Regions from separate parts of the Salvelinus alpinus genome. Here region 2 is linked to region 1. The links are chromatin contacts, called in public Hi-C maps. All regions are on one chromosome and are shown on one strand. Each heading gives the region's core, a stretch centred on a gene start, on an enhancer-like site or on the middle of the called end of the contact. The rest is flanking DNA. Distances are from core to core; before and after follow the strand shown.

Region 1 (5,807 bases), core at 2,770-5,269:
CAGACAACCCCGAGGCATCTCTGGAATGCCACCATGAAGGCTGAGAGGAAGTGTGCCACCCCCAAAGGAGTGCCCCCTGCAGCTCTGGGGAGGACTGACATCAGCACAGCGTGGACAGCCAAGAGCAAAGACAGTGGTGACACATGACAAACAAATGTTAAACAAGCTTCCAAAGTTGTTGTTTTTGTTTTGAAAGCTGAATTTGTGTAAATACAGTATAGCCAGTTTAGAACCAGCATGCCAACACTCTAGTCTTGTAAGATGCTGTTCTACTGATTGGATTGTCTGTGGGAAATGGCAATTGAACAAAAGCAGTGGCATAAATGGTTCCGTTGCAAAACCATCTTGATTCCATGATGTTTTGGAGCTGTTCATTTTTCACAATGGCCATATTCTTACTGAGAGATTTAGTTGAAACATACTGTTTTGTGGTCAGTGGGTGAAACAGTTGTACCTTGGATAGAGGAACATGAGTCAAGTATGGTACTAGACAGTGGCGGTTCTAGCTTGTATGGCTCCCTGGGCATACACCCCCCCATACGGCAATGCTGGTGTGATTGAATTGATTAAAACGTATACTAAACTTCCAGCTGAGAAATGGGGCGTCCCTGACCCGTCTGCCAACGACAAGCTGAAGGCAGTGATCCCACCCTTCCTGCCTCTGTCGAACTTTGAACCGTGGAACTCAGACTGCTCGCGAGTCATCAAAGAGGGCAAGAGTGAAACCCCGCGGCTGCCCATGCCACAGAGGCCCGGCAAAGCCAACCTCAACAGCAATGGCAACTCTGAGTCACATGTTGTCGACGATTTTCGGAAAAAAATATTTTCACTGTATGAAATTGAAAACCGCTGATAGATCGATCCTGATTTTGGAGGAAAGAAAATTATTATTTAATTTCATGCTGTGTCACAGACCTCTATCAGTCGTGTGATGAGCAGATCCATCAAGTTCCCCAGCATCACCAAGGGCCCCTCGTCCACCTCCCCCTCCAACTCAGGCAACTACCACTCCCCCCACTCCTCGGGGCCTCCAACAGGGTTCAACCGCCATGGGCCAGACTCACACAACCGCTTGGGTACAAGCACATATGTATGCATGCGCTAGGCTAAACACACACACAAACACACACACAGATCCCCCACTTTCAGACTTTTCATCTATGAGATTTGGGCAGACACAGCCAGTGCTCGTGCTGCTTCTCATGCGCTGCGTTTCCTCTCTTCCCCACAGGGGGCACTGACTTGTCTCAAATTGCTGCCCAGAGGAAGAGAGCTGCAGGCCTACTGGATCCTTAGGCCCAGGCAGCAGAGGTCCCAAGCCCCACCCCTGTGCCTGCTCCTGCCTACACTGTGCCTGACATCAGCCTCCCAGACATCCACAGCACCCCCAGCCTGGTGGCCAGCAATGTCCACTCCAGACGGGTCAGACATAAAATATACCAGCCTTATTAGAAGACATTATAAAGGGTCATGCATGCTTACAAAATGTCAGTATTACTAGCAAAAGATGATGAAGTGATATACACACATCTATTTTCTGTGCAGATAGACCTGAAGAAGAGACCTGTCTGGGAACTCCTCCACCTCCAAGAGCACCTCTCCCACCCTGACCCCATCCCCCACCCCTGCCCTGGGGGACTCCCTGTCTTCCGCCTCCTCCCATCCACGCTCCAAGAGCAGCGGCGGCTCCAATAGTGGCACCATCACCGACGAGGGTGAGCCTGGGCATCTGTGGTTGGTATGAATACTTTAAAAACACACCCTTCCTCTGCTGATCTCTGCTTATCTCTTACTACAAACAGATGAACTATCCAGTATCCTGATGAACAGATGAACTATCCAGCCCATATTCGAAGAGCAAGAGGTATGTGTCATTCACACTATATCATAAGCCAAGTTGTATTTGCTACTTATTATAAAATGTTCATAGCTGTGGCTTACATGTCATTTCATCCAGGGTTGGGGTAAAATCCATTTAAATTCCAGTCAATTTAGGAACTATACTGAAAATCCAATTTACCTAATGAGGAAAATGTGGAATTGGAATTTGGTTTACTTTTTGAATTGAATGGAATTGACCCCAACCCTGATTTCATCCACTCAGTCAGTCAGTCAGTCAGTCAGTCAGTGTGCATCCACTACAGGTTGATATGGAGGCTTTCTTTACTCTGACAGATGGAGATTTAAAGGATGGGGATTAAGACAGATGGGCCGAGGTATCAAATACTGGCAGCAATTTCTGAACTTAATGTTGGGAAGGTCGTTTTCATTCTTTACTAAACCCCCTTTCTGTGTTCCCTGCCTATCTATTAGTTTTATTTATATCGTGTTCAGTTACCAAAGAGGGTTCACACCTTGATACATCCAATGAAAATATATAAATTATTATTATTCACCTGAATTGTTGCTGCAGGGGAGAGAGAGGCAGATTTTGCAGTAGACCATCCACAACTTCCAGTCCTCTTTTGGCAGCAGTGCCAGTAACCCCAGACCACCAGGACATCCACGCTGTGAGTGTTATGACGTCACAAACCCCTAACCAGGATGCAGGACACATGGTGTCTGAATCCAATATTACACATGTTAAAATCCCATCTATAAACCTATGTCTCCATCACTTCCTTAAGTTGCATTCACAGCCTGACTGTAATTAGTAGGCATATATGATAATCATTCTGTTCTGTAGTTCCTACAGGCTGGGTCCGACACCAGGTGCGCGCACCTCTAACAAGAGGTAACAGGCATGACACTCCGATTGAAGACCAACCGTATAGGAAGTCAGAGTTGACCCTATAGCCCAGGTGTGAGGAGACTCTCCTGGACGCCAGCGTTCCGGAACACTCCCAGTGGGGGAGAACGCTGCAGCAAAAAAAAACCTGAAGGGACCCCATGACCCAGGGTTGGGGCCACGACTGGAAGGCAGTCTGCTGCTTAGCGACATAGCACAACGTGATGTGCAGCCATCCTTTATTGCTATGGTAACAGGGCTGTCATAGGGGAGATACAGTAGAGGGAGTGAGCGGGTACTAGGAAAGAAAATGCCTAGTCATGTGTTAATGGATGTGGGAGATGAAAGCCTTTATGCTGAGATTGAGACTGTTGCGACAAGCGCTGATGATGTACGAGAGAGTGAGTACTAAGTGAGAACGGACCTTCAGGCCCAGTTTCCTAGACACAGATTACGTTGTGTCTCAATTAAGAATCTCTATTAAACATGCTTCTGAATCCAGGACTAGTCTTAATCTGTGTCTGGGAAACTGGCCCGTAATATCTTAATGAATGTGGGAGATAAAGGTTTAAAAGGCTGGAATTAAGATTGTCGCACACTGATGATGTAAGTGATTGGAGGAATTCTGGTTTGCCAGAATGATGAGGGAAGATTGTCCTCATTTTTTGTTTTATGTCTGATTTTCAGTTTTTTTCAGCCTTTCTCTTTTTATACAATCGTTTTGGCTATTTCACTATTGGAAATGTTGTTACTTGTACTAAATCTAGTGATTTGTGTGTGTAAACAAAGTAGGTTTTAGTCCGATGATGAACGTAGTAACTGGCTGAACTGCCATTATTAAACCTCATGAAAAGATGGACAGTGTTCTTCTTTTGTTAGTATTCAGATTACTGCCAACCTACACATTGCTCTGTACAGACTGTAGAGTGCACACTAACTCAACTTTCTGTGTTATGGTTTTTGGCTTCCAAAATAAATAAATTAACAATATTTCCCCATAGTAATAGAATCGATACTCCATGCCAGTAGATTACGCTGTTTACAGTTGCATGCGTTTAGCGTCGACGACTACAGGGGTATATTCAGGATCTTTTCAGCGTTGCTTGAGCATTTGAAAACGACGATACATTTATGGTTACTTAATAGACTTGTGACACAATCGCTGCCTGTTGAAAGGCTAATCCATGCTAGAATTAAATTGCAATATAAATTATAGTTTGATTGAGATTGCTACATTTTAAACAGTTGACATCTGATTTCCGGGTTTGTAACGTTTTTGAACATGCTTGGTCGTGAATATACCTTTGATGGGAGTGTTTAAACTTTTAGATGTATTTCTGGTCGCGCGCGTATGAATGTTGTTGATGTGTTTTAAGGATAGTTAGCAGTAGCTAGATTAGTTTAACATGTCCTCCGACGAGAAAGTTAAGGTTGTTGGAGGGATTCAAGGGCATCTTCTGAAACTTCATGCAGCTCTCTCAGATGTCGACACAAGAGATGCAGCGCTAAGATGTCATGACATTATCGGGGACTTGGGGCAAGAATGCATGCTAACGAACAGCGAGAACGAGCTGGGTAAGGTTCACTGTAGTTCTATATAAAGTGTGCAATATATTAACTTCAATTGTTGTCAGACCCAAACAGCATAACGTTAACTAGCTATGTAGATAGCATAGCAATTTAGCTAACAAGTATAGATTTGCGCCTACCCATGGCTTGCTAATGCTGGGGGGGTATTCATTTAGCCTATTCTGTTGCAAAACGTTTCTTAAACGGGAAGGGACCTATCTGAATTTGTCTAATATAAACTCGTTTTCGTTTGGAGGAAACGGTTTCTGTTGCAAAACGTTATGCTACAGAATTTGCGTAATGATTACATACCTTCCTAATGAACGAATACTGGCACAGACTGGGCACCTGTTTGAGACGATGGCCAGAGCCATTTTTTGAGATGCTAATAATCACAGTTACGCATGCGCATTACATCCATCTTGAATGATGACAGACGTCCCCATTCATATGTCATTTGGGATTAACTATGTAGGTAATAGTGATTTAAGACCCTAAATTAGCGTGTTTCTCAATGTTGTTTCATTCTAAGGACTAAAGGGGTCCTTACTTTTTTTGTAGCTCTTGACTATCAGGCCTGCTATATCTGAGGCTCTGGTCAGCAGCATTGCAGGCTTGTCCACACTATGGGAAGATCTCAGTTGCATTCTCACGTCCTCTCCTAGTCTCTTTCTCAAAACCCATTGGATGAGAGCCAGAAGTCTCTCATTTCTGATCTCCCCCTCCAATGGGTTTTGAGAAGGTGAAAGGAGAGGACACGAGGAGTATGCAATTGAGATCTTCCCTAGCTTTCAACAATCCGTTGGGGTCAGGAGAGCAAGTCCACGCTGATCTAGGATGCTATTCTAATTCTGTAGGGACTATACGACATAGTGTTTTTGTGAAATATAGAATTACCTGTTTGATTTTGAAGTGGTGAGTGAGTGACATCAAGTCATTGATTGATTTGTTTTCTCTTGAAGCTTTACATGCATCCTTGTTGTTCTCAAATGAAGATGGGTTGCTCAACTTTCTTCGAAAATCACTGGCATTTGAAGAGGTTAGTGCAAATGAATGAGGTCAATGAAAATCTGTTCCCCAATTGAAATGTAGAATGACAGTCCAGTTCTATTTTGTTGTTGTTGCCATGATGACTGGTTCATATTTAAATGCAGCTCCGGGATACAAGAGTTGAGACCATCAGTCTACTGGACAAGTTCTTGCAGAGGATATCTACAAGCGTCAAGGGTTGGGAGAAGACTTATGCCATTGATGTCAAGGTATGTTATTAACTGTTACATTTGATGTATTTTTTAAATGTTTATTTATACATTTTGAAGTGATTTTTATTTGACACCTTGGACTCCTCAGTATTAACGCCATCCTTCCTCTGGTCGTAGGACATATGCTTGGTTGTGTACACAAAGGACAAAGCTGCAAAATGCAAGGCACCAACATTAGATCTCCTGATCCAGGTTAATGATTAACATGCATTCATGTGATAATGTTTTTATTGAAAACTGGTTAAATG
Region 2 (5,835 bases), core at 1,728-4,227, 220 kb before region 1:
ATAGACTTATTTTTCACTGTATTATTGACTGTATGTTTGTTTTACTCCATGTGTAACTATGTGTTGTTGTATGTGTCGAACTGCTTTGCTTTATCTTGGCCAGGTCGCAATTGTAAATGAGAACGTGTTCTCAACTTGCCTACCTGGTTAAATAAAGGTGAAATAAAAAATAAAATAAATATCTCCCTCACTAACTTTAAGCACCAGCTGTCAGAGCAGCTCACAAATCACTGCACCTGAACATAGCCCATCTGTAAATAGCCCATCCAACTACCTCATCCCTATACAGTTATTTATTTATTTTTTGCTCCTTTGCACCCTAGTATCTCTACCTGCACATTCATCATTCATCCATTGAACTCTGTAACTGTTTTAAAATCACCAATGGCCTCATGGTAACATCTCTGAGCAGTTTCATTCCTCTCCTGCAGCTCAGTTCAGAAGGACGTCTGTATCTTTGATGTGTCTGGATAGGGCTGTTGCGGTTATGAAATTTTGTCAGCAGGTTATTGTCATGCAAAAGCCTGCCGGCTCACAATAATTGAACATTAATTAACATAAACACGTTTAGCATCTCCAGGCTCCAGGTATACAAGCCGCATACAAACCTCTGATGCGCTCCTTTGGAACATCTACATTTACAAAAGTCTAATAAATCAATTGAATATACAACATCACAATAAATCCATTATTTATTTTAGGCAGGTCTAAAGAAACATGATATGAAGAACATGTACTTCAGAGGAACAGAATATGAGTTGGCCTTCTGTATGTTATCTGGCTATGCGCCATGCCATAAGTTTGTTCATTTAGCAGACAATATACTGTATCCTTATAAGTGTCACATCTGCTCCTGCAACGCCCTCTACTGCTCATCCTATGTCTCCTTGACCTGCCGCCACTCCCCCAGTACGCTCTCCCTCTGCCTCTCTCTCTGTGTGTGTGTGTGATTGTGTAGATGGAGACAGGTGTGCTGGAGTCAGAGCAGATCCCCACCAGCTGCAACCTGTTCCATAATCAAGACCTCTACAAATACTCAGCCCTGCCACTTCCACACTGCTAGATTGTAATCTCTGCTCAGTCAGTCTATGTGTCTAGCTGTTTGTTACGATTAGATCATGTTATACTTGCCTGATGCTGTTTTCCTCTCCGCTACAGTTCCGGCAGCTCTAGTAGGGCTGAAATTTTATGAACTGACTTGTTGGAAAGGTGGCATCCTATGACAGTGCCATGTTGAAAGTCACTGAGCTCTTCAGTAAGGCCATTCTACTGCCAATGTTTGTCAATGGAGATTGCATGGCTGTGTGCTTGATTTTATATACCTGTCAGAAACGGGTGTGGCCCGAAATAGCCGAATCGACTAATTTGAAGGGGTGTCCAAATACGTTTGTATATATAGTGTATATGGCCTGCATGATGCGACTATAGGCTATTGATGATCTGAGAAAGTCAAAAAAAAAGCTTGTGCTCTTTAGTTTTAAATGGGATATTCCGTAGAATCAATAGAAAAACAAAGGTATATTCTGAATCAGCTGAGGATGGAGAACAATCCACAATTTTTATTTTAAAACAAATTGAAGATTGAAAAAAAATTGAAATTCACACAGACAAGGTGTGAATTGTTTTCCATCCTCCTCTGATTCAGAATATACATACGTGTTGTACAACCGACTAGGTATTCCCCTTTCCCTGTTTTGCTATTGAAGAGAGAAATCCGAATATCCAATATAAAACGAACTTTACCCCGGTGCCGAACCGAACCATATTTTTGGGGGTGGATTAACCGTTTAACTATCTAGCTAGCTACACAAAAACAACCACATACAAGAGCAACATTACAAATTACTTACGTGTGAAATGATTAAGGCAACCAACATCATACATTTTTGCTCGGAATCTCATCTTCAATGTTATTCTAACTGTCATAAATATTTAGTTGCGACGTTCAATTTGGCCCGCCAAACCGATGGCTCGTCTTCGTTATACGTCCCCTGAGAAACAATTATTTTGCCTATTTATTTCCGCTTTCATTTGGCTGCATTGACATTCTCAGTAAATCCTCAAGATGGCGCTCGGGTTGTTTTTCTTCCAGAAAGGAATCCATGAGTCAAATAAAGCATCTGCATGAAAAGGAATATATAAAATTTATACAATTTGATACCGTTCAGAGTACTTTTTAGGATATTCCAAATATGGATTTTATTTTGCACGCATTTCTTTTAATTGCAGCATTTGACAGGTTAAAATGTTTGGATAATAATGTAGAAAATGGCCTAGATTGAATACAATTTTGCTAGGCCTAAAATCACAAACAGCATCATCAATTTATATTTGTATCAATCCTACTTGTGGCTTGCCCACTTTTCCTCTGTCATGTTTTAGGTAGGTGGTAACACTTTATAATAACTTTCATGAAAAATCTAGGCATATTTATAGCCTAGAGTAGGCTTACATAATAGGCCTATTAATAAACAAGTATTTCATTCTTTGTTACAATTTATGGACATGTATAGGAATATTAAACCATTCAAAAATATTGAAATTTCAGCCTGTTTGGGTGGGATGGAGTATTGGCCTGCCTGGTGACATCACCTGGTAGTCAATTAGTTAAGAGAACAATAAGAAAGAGAGTTCCAAACCTCTCTGCCAATAACAGCAAGTTTTCAGTCTTCCCCTCCCTACTTCCTGACTAGCACAATTCTTGCTTGAGAAATTGGTTATTTTTGACAATTTGAATAGAAAACAATCACAGTAAGGTACTTAATTGTTACCCAGATATTATTTGATATTTTGATAAAAAACGACTGCACTGGACCTTTAATATGCACGTGTCATTCAATAAAATCGTTATCATTCATATTAAATTGTCCATTTCATAATGGTTTCCTGCATATGGAAGGAGATAGGAACGGAGACGAAGGGGACGATCTATCTCCCCTCCTTTCTCCCTCCCTCTGATAGGATGCTAGAGCGCAGAAGTCATTTTAGCAACGAGATGTGCAGGCAAGCTTGCACAAGGACCGTGAGGCAAGAGCACCGAGGACGCGCATCTCATGTGGAGGTTCAGGGCCTGATTTGAGGAGGTATTGCGGAGTTCTAAATTTGACTCATGAACTATGAAAGAAGTTGCGCGCGCGCGTGCTTTCATTGAATTTGGATAATTATGGTTTGCCACAGACATTTATCACCCAGTTGAGATTTCATTGAAAGAATCCGAATCGTGTGGGGGATTGTTATTCTCAACGTGATGGATACAAATGCGTTGGCTGTGTTTAAACTTTTAGTGGTTGGAATTTTGGGTGAGTATTCTAGTGTTTTATTGTATAGGCTATTAGTAGTCGATTGGATAGTTTTCTAGATTATTCAAATATATTATTTCTTAATGATTTAATAGCTATTTTTGTGTTGCCACTGTCTGAAATTGAATCTTATAATCGAAAAAATGACAGAAAGAATGCATAACAACATATTAATAACACTCTCAATAATTCTCAGATCCTTTTGCTTCAAAACTGCTTTCAGTGTTCATTCCATAGCCAATAAGATATTTAAGTTGCATGGCCTATCATCTTTAAAAAGGCTAATAAAAAATATGAAATCAAATCCATCTTGATCAATGACTTCCACAATTTGATATGATTTCATAATATATTTGACAATCGCCAAATTAACACCACTGTCTCTTGACCCTGATGTCTATGTAAAAGACTGTATGGTAAAATACCATAAGAATTCATTAAACAATGTAAGAATCTCCATACCAGTATGCTTTTCAGGTAAATTAATGAAAACATGGGTCTTTAAGGGATGATGACATTGGATGTCCATTGAAATTAAATGTATTTACTTTTATGTTTTATTTAACCTTTAACTAGGCAAGTCAGTTAAGAACAAATTCTTATTTACAATGACGGCCTACCTGTCATTGTAAGGGGGTATTCAGCGTTATGATTGTCTATAATGATATGCAATCATAAAAAAATTGTATGTTCTTTGCGAAATGATATCTTCACTTATCCCAAGTTCATGTTTATTTTTGGTAACATATCGTCTACATGGACTTGGACCCTATAGAAAGTGCAATGAAAAATCTGACTTTATTGTCCCGGACCCAAGGTGATTTCTCTTTAGGGAGGATTTCTGGTTCTCTCATCAGGAGGAGACAGGAACCCATCTCAGAATACCCAAGAGATTAGATTGAGAGCTGAGGCCCAAAGATTATGGATCAGGGATATACTAAAGTCCCCAAAACTGTCCAGAACTCTCCTGGATAACTGCCATGTAGGCTATGTGTACAGCAAAATTGTCACGTTCGTCGTATTGATGAGACCAAGGCGCAGCGTGGTATGCGTACATACTTATTTTAATGAAGAATAAACACTGAGCAAAACTAAACAAAATAACAAAACGAACATGAAACTATATACAACGAGTGCTGACAGGCAACTACACATAGACAAGAACCCACGAATACCCAAGGGAAAATGGCAACCTAAATATGATCCCCAATCAGAGACAACGATAAACAGCTGCCTCTGATTGGGAACCAATTCAGGCCACCATAGACCTACATATGCCTAGACTTACAAATACACCTAGACATACAAAAACCCTAGACAATACAAAACAAGCATACCCACCCTCGTCACACCCTGACCTGGCCAGAATAATACAGAAAACAGAGAATACTAAGGCCAGGGCGTGACAGTACCACCGGACTGGGGCCCGTCGTTGGAGGTTCCGGACTGGGGCCCGTCGTTGGAGGTGCCGGACTGTGAAACGTCGCCGGACGCTCTGGACTGGGTACTGTCGCCAGACGCTCTGGACTGGGTACTGTCGCCAGACGCTCTGGACTGGGTACTGTCGCCAGACGCTCTGGACTGGGTACTGTCGCCGGAAACTCTGGACTGGGTACTGTCGCCGGAAACTCTGGACTGGGTACTGTCGCCGGAAACTCTGGACTGGGTACTGTCGCCGGAAGCTCTGGACTGTAGAAGCGCACTGGAAGCCTGATGCGTGGTGCCGGAACTGGTGGTACCGGGCTGAGGACACGCACCTCAGGGCTAGTGCGGAGAGGGGGAACAGGACATACTGGACTCTGGAGGCACACTGGAGGCCTGGTGCGTGGTGCCGGAACTGGTGGTACCGGGCTGGGGACACGCACCTCAGGGCTAGTGCGGAGAGGGGAACAGGACGTACTGGACTCTGGAGGCACACTGGAGGCCTGGTGCGTGGTGCCGGAACTGGTGGTACCGGGCTGGGGACACGCACCTCAGGACTAGTGCGGAGAGGAGGCACAGGACGTACTGGACTGTGGAGGCGCACTGGAGATCTGCAGTGTAGAGCTGACACAATGCGTCCTGGCTGGATGCTTACTTGAGCCCGTCAAGTGCGGGGCGCTAACACAGGACGCACTGGGCTATGCAGACGCACCTTAGACACAGTACGCAGAGCAGGATATCCTGGTCCAAGAAGGTGTACTGGAGACCAGGAGCACTGAGCCGGCACCTTCCGTCCTGGCTGGAGGCCCATTCTAGCCCGGCAACTGCGAGGAGCTGGAATAGAGCGCACCGGGCTAAGAATGCGAACTGGAGACACCGTGCGCATCTCTGCATAACACGGTGCCTGACCAGTCACACGCTCCCCATAGTAAGCACGAAGAGTTGGCTCAGGTCTCCAAGCTGATTCAGCCAATCTCCTCAAGTGCCCCCCAATTTTTTTTAAATTGGGTCTGCCTCTCAGGTCTCCGTGCTAGCCGTGTCCCCTCATATCTTCGCCGTTCCTCCTGCGCTGTTTTCACCTGCCTCCATGGTAGGCGATCCTCTCCTGCCAAAA

What was found. A called contact is a pair of places that touch in the nucleus more often than the background predicts.
Region 2: a contact with region 1 is called in a Hi-C map of muscle, with 4 times the contacts expected there. The contact joins the promoter of LOC139583393 here to the promoter of prkdc in region 1. A contact is called at or near these places in 2 of 3 Hi-C or Micro-C datasets (muscle and red muscle).

What each region holds. Positions count from the first base shown.
Region 1 is chr8:61,763,832-61,769,638 of SLU_Salpinus.1, reverse strand. It overlaps prkdc (protein kinase, DNA-activated, catalytic subunit), which reads left to right and starts at 4,019. Exons shown (of 86, transcript XM_071414493.1): 1 at 4,019-4,303; 2 at 5,260-5,336; 3 at 5,452-5,556; 4 at 5,677-5,751. The coding sequence starts at 4,135. It also overlaps the pseudogene LOC139582317.
Region 2 is chr8:61,987,229-61,993,063 of SLU_Salpinus.1, reverse strand. It overlaps LOC139583393 (receptor activity-modifying protein 3-like), which reads left to right and starts at 2,977. Exons shown (of 5, transcript XM_071414429.1): 1 at 2,977-3,299.